2 separate regions of the Danio rerio genome follow, and region 1 is linked to region 2. The links are chromatin contacts, called in public HiCAR-type maps. All regions are on one chromosome and are shown on one strand. The core of a region is the stretch at or near the end of the contact, and the rest is flanking DNA. Distances in the headings are between cores, read along the strand shown. Region 1 holds the start of polrmt (polymerase (RNA) mitochondrial (DNA directed)). Region 2 holds the start of hcn2b (hyperpolarization activated cyclic nucleotide-gated potassium channel 2b).

What was found. HiCAR-type assays count read pairs that join an accessible place to other places.
Region 1: a HiCAR-type map of caudal fin shows a contact between it and region 2, with 9 times the contacts expected there. The contact joins the promoter of polrmt here to the promoter of hcn2b in region 2. A contact is called at or near these places in 7 of 18 Hi-C or Micro-C datasets (caudal fin, embryo, fibroblasts and 2 more) and 3 of 4 datasets of contacts at active chromatin or transcription factors (caudal fin, embryo and gastrula embryo).

Annotation. Positions count from the first base shown.
Region 1 is chr22:18,806,550-18,810,210 of GRCz12tu, reverse strand. polrmt (polymerase (RNA) mitochondrial (DNA directed)) reads left to right here and starts at 1,979. Exons shown (of 21, transcript XM_005170522.5): 1 at 1,979-2,179; 2 at 2,572-2,670. The coding sequence starts at 2,038.
Region 2 is chr22:18,655,341-18,659,507 of GRCz12tu, reverse strand. hcn2b (hyperpolarization activated cyclic nucleotide-gated potassium channel 2b) reads right to left here and starts at 1,760. Exons shown (of 8, transcript XM_680322.10): 1 at 962-1,760. The coding sequence starts at 1,662. LOC141380308 (a long non-coding RNA gene) reads left to right here and starts at 755. Exons shown (of 2, transcript XR_012398130.1): 1 at 755-2,373; 2 at 2,428-4,167.

The sequences.
Region 1 (3,661 bases), core at 730-3,229, 150 kb before region 2:
GTGGACCCCTGATGAATAAAAGGACTAAGCAAAAGGAAAATGAATGAATGATGTTTATTTTTTATCATTTAATCAATTTAATTTAGTTATTAACATTAATAATTTATTATTTTCATGCATGGTTTAATTTAACGTTATCTACTAAATACATACTTTATGAAAAAGAAGTATGTAATGTAATGATGTTATATAATGTGCTGACTCGTCACCTATTTTCAATTTTAATCTAACATATGTGAAAGTTTAATTTTAAATATATACATTGACAACCAGATAAACATCTTATTGACGAACATCCTACAAATGATTTAGATATGGTTTTCCCAACAATTTGACAAAAAACCCATATATTTAAAACCATGCTAACCTCAAATGTACCTTAATTTTGCTGCACTAATAGTTTAACCACGGAATTTGTAGCAAAACTTTGGTTATACAAATGCTAAGCAATGTGCCAGAAACATGTTTACTACACTAAAATAAAATACATTTTTGTAGATACAAATTCTGAATTACTAATCACACAAGAAATATAATACTTCCAATAAACGTCAACTCTAAAGTGTAATCTTCCATAGAAAAATGTTTTATGAAGTAACAAATCCACCTCACAGAAGGTGATATTTATTTTGTGTGATTTGAACTCCCAAAACAAGTGATCTTAAGATAGAAAATGTTAACTTAACAGATAGAAAACGTTCAAATTTTTGAAAGATTGTCTAACACAGTGTTGTTTTCCAGGACCCGTAAAGAGAGCTTATATTTTGTCTCATTATGATTAAAAAAAATGTGTACGATATTATAACAATAGAAAAAGATTTCCTACATACCCTGTTAATTTAAAGAGCTTCAAAATAATGTTAATATTATTTATCCTGCAAACTAATTTCTAAAGTTAAAATTCAATATTGGTGACTTAAATGTATTGAAACAACTGAACACTTGTTTTTCCAATGTAATGTGATACAAAGATTTTGAGATGAAGTATTAATTTGGATACAACTGAAAATATCTGTAAGACGTATCTTCTCAAGGGAAAGTATTGAGTTTTGCTTAATACTTAAAACATATATAATGAATAATTTATCGTTATTATTAAATTGTATATTCATAAATGTAAATTTTTCAAAATTCCTCCAAGACTAGTGGTGTTTAGAGAATAATGTGTGATCTATTTGAAGACATTAAGAGAGATGAAAAGCCAAAAAGCAATAAATTTATTTTTATATTTACATAATTTGAGGATTTTGGTTTCATGTTTTGAGAACTTCAACTCCTCTGCTTTTTATTTTTTCTTTATCATTTATTTTATTTGTTAATTTTTGGCATTTTATTATGATTTATTATTATTAAGGAGGATGGAAAGATTGTGAATGTATGTAAATTGATTGTTATCTCAGTCTTTTGTGTAATTCTAAAAAGTGTTAATGCCTTTCTGTTATTGTTCAAACATTATTAATGAAAAATATGTGTGGTTTGCGCGGCAAACACGTGGTTAATATTGCTTGGCAAAGTTCGCCATCTACTGTAGTTTCTAACAAACACAGGCCATTAAATATAATCTAGCCATTTCACACACAAAACGATCTTAACACGTAATATACTTTCTAACTTATTTGTTGTACATCATATATTAATAAAAAAATGTCCAAAATGGGATTCCTAATAATTAAATCGAAAAATACTTATTAATTAAATTGATACATTATCCTAAATATATGTATGCAATTAGACGAATACTATTTAACAAGTGACTGATTAACAAGTGAGTTAAAGAGTTTAATTATTTAAAATTATTTGAGAACGTCTTTCATTTCTTATCGCCTTAAGAACTTTAAAATAAATACATATCACTGAAATTCAACTTACATGAGATACAGTAGCAGCAGTGTTTATCCAACCTCAAAATGAAAGTTCGATGTGCTCGTCGTTCTTGGAGGTCTAACCTCGTCGAATCGTCTATGAACTAGTCAGGTCTAAACAAAATGGCGGCCTTCAGCACAGGATAACGCGGTGTTTCAAAACTATCATGACAACATGTCACTCTTGAGATTGTGTGCCTATTCAGCGGCTTTAACGCGCAGTTTTGCAGCTGACGGGTGTCTTCGTAGTTTTCTAAAAGGCGATTGTTGTCGCATGTGTCTCAGAATAAGGATCAACGGAGAGAGACAAATACAAGGTAACGTTAATGAGAGAGCAGTATTATTATTATGCTATCATCTGTCTCGTCCTTCAAATCCACTTTACCTCAATATTTATTTGCATTACTTATTATTTTGTTGTCATTCATTTTATATTGAGTATATTTTACATTCACGTTTCGTTTTACAAACTTTGTTTAAGTCAGATAGTTTACGTCTCAATGTCAACAAGGCTTTGACATGCAAGAAAGTCTGTGATGTTTGCTGTTTTATGAGATTTATACACGTGTTGTGGATGCTTCTTTGGTGTTCATCTATCTAGACATAATAGATCTGTAGATTGTTTGTTGTTATGTCTCTTTCTGTGTCCAAACAAACACGGAAGTTGATTAACTTTTATCGTTATTCACTTTATCTGTCATTTTTCCAGACAAAACATGGGCTACGATTTACCGAAGGCACTATTCAGTCATTCCTAAGAAGGATGATGGGAAGAAAAGAGTCTGGGAACAGTCTCAGCTGTTGGATGGTATGGTGTCTTTCTCCTGATGGTTATATTTCTGTTAATTGTGGGTTTGCTAACTCAGACGTTTGCTTGTGTGATTTTTCGTTTTGTTGAACATTTTATTTGAAAAAATATTTTATTAATAAAATAAATCACTTATGTCGTAAATAATATATTAATTTGGTCTTGAAGTTTACATTTTGCAGTAATGTAAATAGTCACTTAATAGAGATTTAATAGCTTATATATTATTGCCTTGCATCAGTTTGCTGTTTATTCGGATAAGGTTTAGTGTACTTAATAAAACTTAAAATACCTTATAATGTACTTTATATAAACTTTATATGTTGTATTTAATTATATTTTTATTTATATTTAATTTTATTATTATTACTAATAATATAGTTCATATTTTGCCATGATTAAAATAGTCGTACATCTATGTTTGCTTCAAGATGGCTGTACTATTTTATTATATATATATATATATATATATATATATATATATATATATATATATATATATATATATATATATATATATATATTATATTATATTCATAGCCGTAAAAGACAGTCTTGGTCTACAGTTGAAATTTTGTAAGGATAACATGCAACTCACTAGGCTGTATTATATATTTTTAGTATGATTATAAAGGCAAAAAAGATTGATATTAAGCAATATTCTTTTTTTTTTTCTTGAAATTGTTCGTTCGACAGCCACAATACACTATTTTTACCCATCATGTTATTTATTTATTTCAGCTATTTAGTTTTATTTTAATAACTTTTGTTTTCCTCTTATGATTTAATTTTTTGGGTTGGGCATGAGCTTACATAAGTTAATAATAACACCATTATAATACAGATAACTGTCTTCACCATTAAAAATAGGCTTAAAACATATTTTCTGGTGTTTAATTTTGCATGAGCAAATAGCAGACTGAATTACATATTTTTTTAAAAACAATCATTTACCTGCAGCGCATATGAGTTTGATCCACGGCATATCCAC
Region 2 (4,167 bases), core at 511-3,010:
TATTTAATTATATTATTTATGATAAATTATTTTAGTATTTAATTTTTTTATTTCAAACGTTAGTATAATTTATTTGAATCCTACATAATTATATTATTGTATGTTAAATTATTTTATTATTTAAACAATTTATTATTTTATTTAATTATTTCAAATTTTTGTGTAATTTATTGAATCTTATTTATTTATGTTATTTTGTTAAATTATTTTATTATTTATTATTATTTTATGTATTTCAAATGTTTGTATAATTTATTTGAATCTTATTCAATTATATTATTTTATGTTAATTTATTTTATTATTTAAACAATTTATCATTTTATTTAATTATTTCACGTTTGTATAATTTATTTGAATCTTATTTTATTATTTATTTTATTATTATTATTTTGTTATTTTGTGTTAAATTATTTTATTATTTTCTTTATTTATTATTATAACTGTGTGCTTACCTGTCTTAATAACAAATGTTTATTTTTTAATTTTTTTATTCATTCATTCATTCATTCATTCATTGATTAATTGATTGATTGATTGATTGATTGATTGATTGATTGATTGATTGATTGATTGATTGATTGATTGATTGATTGATTGATAGCACTTTTTTATTTACAGGTTTGGACCAGTCTGAAAACCCCATACTTCATAAATCTCTGTTGATTCTGTGTAATAATGTCATAGCATCATAAGTACACCAAAAGTGTAATGGCATCATAAGCAGCTACCTCTTTTTTTTATTTTTTATTAATTACTTCACCTTAATATTATTATATTAATATTTATCAATACAGGATGATCTCATATACGTTTTACAAATAAATAAAATAATAATTCTCCTCTTTTTTTTTAAACCAGAAAGGCACCTGTTTTCTAAAATAACACCTGTGCATTGAAACGTGTGCATTTGCAACCAGGTATGGAGTCTCCAGTGGCGTCCCTCCATCTCATCAGCCCTACCTGAAATCACTGTACGGATGAATAATCCAATTGCCGGCGGATTTGACCCGTTCCTGCTCCTTCTCCACTGCCTTTTGGCTCCCAAACATACGCAGGGAGAATTTGTTGACCCCGGGCTGCAGCATGGCGCTAAACTGCCTCTGCATGTAAGTTTGATTGTCCCTGGCTTCCCCATCTTCCGCCGTGATCTGGCCATCCTCAGACTTGGAGAAGCTGACGGAATTGCCCGCTGGGTTGCTCGGACTCGGTCCGTGCGCAGGTGCGGCGCTGGAGAAGGACACCCTGGAGTCCTTCTTGTCCGCGGGAGGAGCGGCGGCGGCGGCAGGAGTGACCGAGCCGTCCATGCTGGAGGTGCTGGAGTGACATGCAGATGCTGGGAAGCCTCCACCTGTCTGCTTCTCCAGCTTGGAGAGGACTGAGCACACGCTGTCGTCTCTTCGGCAGTCTCCGTTGATCACGCATCTCATTCCGGTGGCATCCTCGCCGTCAGAATGAGCGCCGCTCCGGGAAGCGTCTCCGTGTCCGAGGAGCGCGGCGGATTCCGTGCTGCGTCCACATGAGGCGAAGTCCTTGTTGTTGGAGATCCTGCTGCTCGCTGCTCCCCCTCCTGGCGCTACAGTCTTCATCTTGGAGGAAGAGTCAAGGATGTCGCCCCTGCGAGTCTCTTTGTGGTCTTCATCGCCGTCCTCCGCTTCATCCATGACGGCGGCGAGGGAGCTTTGGGGTGAATCCTGACGCAGCCAGATTTTACGAAAGTGCAGACGCGGGCATGCGAGTGCCAATGTCACCAGACACAACTACAGCAGCCGCGTTGACATGGCTGCACTCGATCACTCCCTTACCTGGAAACGCATCACAAGCCATGAGTTCACATGATGAAGGCAGGAGGATGGCAACTATGTCTATGAGAAACTGGGGGAAAATGGTCCGAGTAATGAGACATTCACTCGTTGAATGTTAAATTCGCACAATTGGTTTAGTAGACTTCTGGAATATTTCTAAAGTTAATCAAAGTCAATGAATGACTTTGAAAAAAATTACAATTTTATAAATATAACTGTTTTTTTAATGTGAAATTAATCATTTTCGTTTTGACTGTGAACTTATTTGTTCATAGATTTAAAGATATTTTTATCATTAAGGACTTTTACACAAAAGAGCATAACTATAAACAACTATGATGTATCATATGTAGGGCTTGACATGAACTTTTTTGATCACCAGGCACTATGGCTAGTAGTTTTCCAATGCTACTAGCCACTCACTATTTTTACTAGCCACAATTTTGTTTTTGTGAAAATATATTTAATATGTATAAATTTGACTTTAACATGTTAAAATTACTTGTAATTTTACTTGATTTAAATTTTGTTTTATGTCCTCATAGCTGCTTGTTCATTTAACTTTTGTGTGTGTTGTGTATGACCTTGTTCAATAAGGATGAGCATTTATATATAAATAAATAGATTAATTTTATTTTACAGGAATTTTTAGGTCTCAACACTAAGATTTTACCATTTTTCTGGCTAAACTAAAATAATTATTTCCTTGCCACAAATTTTAAATATTGTGATAAAACAAGCAAAATATAGCTGTATAGATATACTTTTCATTCAACAAAAATATTCTTAAAAAAACAAAACAATTGACATTAAAAAATTATTTTCATGTATCTAAAACTATACACAGTAGTCTGTCCTGGCTGAAATTCCCAGATTACCAGTTAACTATATATAATCTCACATTAACGCAAAATTATAATTAAACCATATTAACATAAGTAACTGTAAGCAAAAGAAAGCCGGTGAAAAATATACTGTGTGTGATAATGAAAAGATGATCACACACAGACGGTTTTTAGGCTCATTATTAATCTGTTTAAAGAATGGTAAAAGTGAAAGCGGCAACTGCTGCTGTTTACATAAAATCTGGAGCTCTGAAAAGCAGCATAAATGTGGTTGCACGAGCACCGTTTTTTCCAGTCTATTTAAAAGAAAAACCAGTTGCGTTTTTAGGCACAGGTTGCTTTATGCAAGGAAATGGGATGCAGGGGCTTTTAGGCAACCATGCGCTTCACATCAGCTGTGCGTGCGACACCAAGGGTGTACTCACACTATGTACAGTTGCCTTGAACTGGCTCAAAGCACGCTTGCCCCCCTCCCATCTCCCCTGACTTCCCGCACTCACATTACATTTGGGCCTAGGCACGCTTACATCATCGATGATGCACTGTTCAGTAAGCGCTTTCGCTCAGCACAGTAGAGATTTCTTCAGTTATATCGTTTAAGTCGTTTTATATGCAGTGACGCAGTCAAATATTTTGCCGAACAGATCGGCCACTTTTGACACTGATAAACAATCATAAAGTCCTCGTGCATTAGGTGGTTTGCTGAAGGTGCAGCTGTCGCGCAGTGAGGGGTTTGCGTCTAATAATCTACGACAGTTTGCTTTCATTGAATAATGATTAATTAATCCATATGAAACAGTCCCTTAAAAGTCATGTCTCGCTTTCAGTTTCGGGTTCAAAAAAAAAATTTCTCAATTATTTAATTTCTCAATTATTAATTTTCTCAATTATTTTTGATCGTCCTAAGTGACTAGTGGGGGTGTCTGTCCAACACGCCACAGCTGAAATCTACCCGCATTTGGCGGGTAGACGGGTGTTAATGTTAACCCCTGATCATATGATATTATATGAGCTATTGAGCTATTTGAAGGTAGATTCTGATTGACTGTTGGTGTTTTTACCATTCAGCTGGGAAGCAATCCTACAGAAATTGATACTAGCAGTTTTCGTTTTAGTTGTACAACTTATTTACATGAAGAATTTCTAGAAAAATATCTTTATGATCAAGGCCTTCATGCTGAAAAGAGGACAGCTAACTATAAACAACTAGGCCTATATGGCTCCATAAAGATGTAGCACACCTGTCGCTTTAAAGGTTCCAGTCCTTCTAATTGGAAAAATATATATCGTGCAAAAAGAGAATCCAACATTTTTAATTTTAGTTGTATTTTAGATCTTATTTTTTATACTTAGAACTTTTTAGCACAGTAAATTTGTCATTAAGGCTCTTTCACACAAAGAGGATTGCTAACTGTAAACAACTTAACATATATTAGCTCCACACTGAAGTAGGATACCTGTCACTTTAAATGTTCAAGTTCTTTCATGATGGATTCTAATTGGCTGTTGGAGTTTTCAC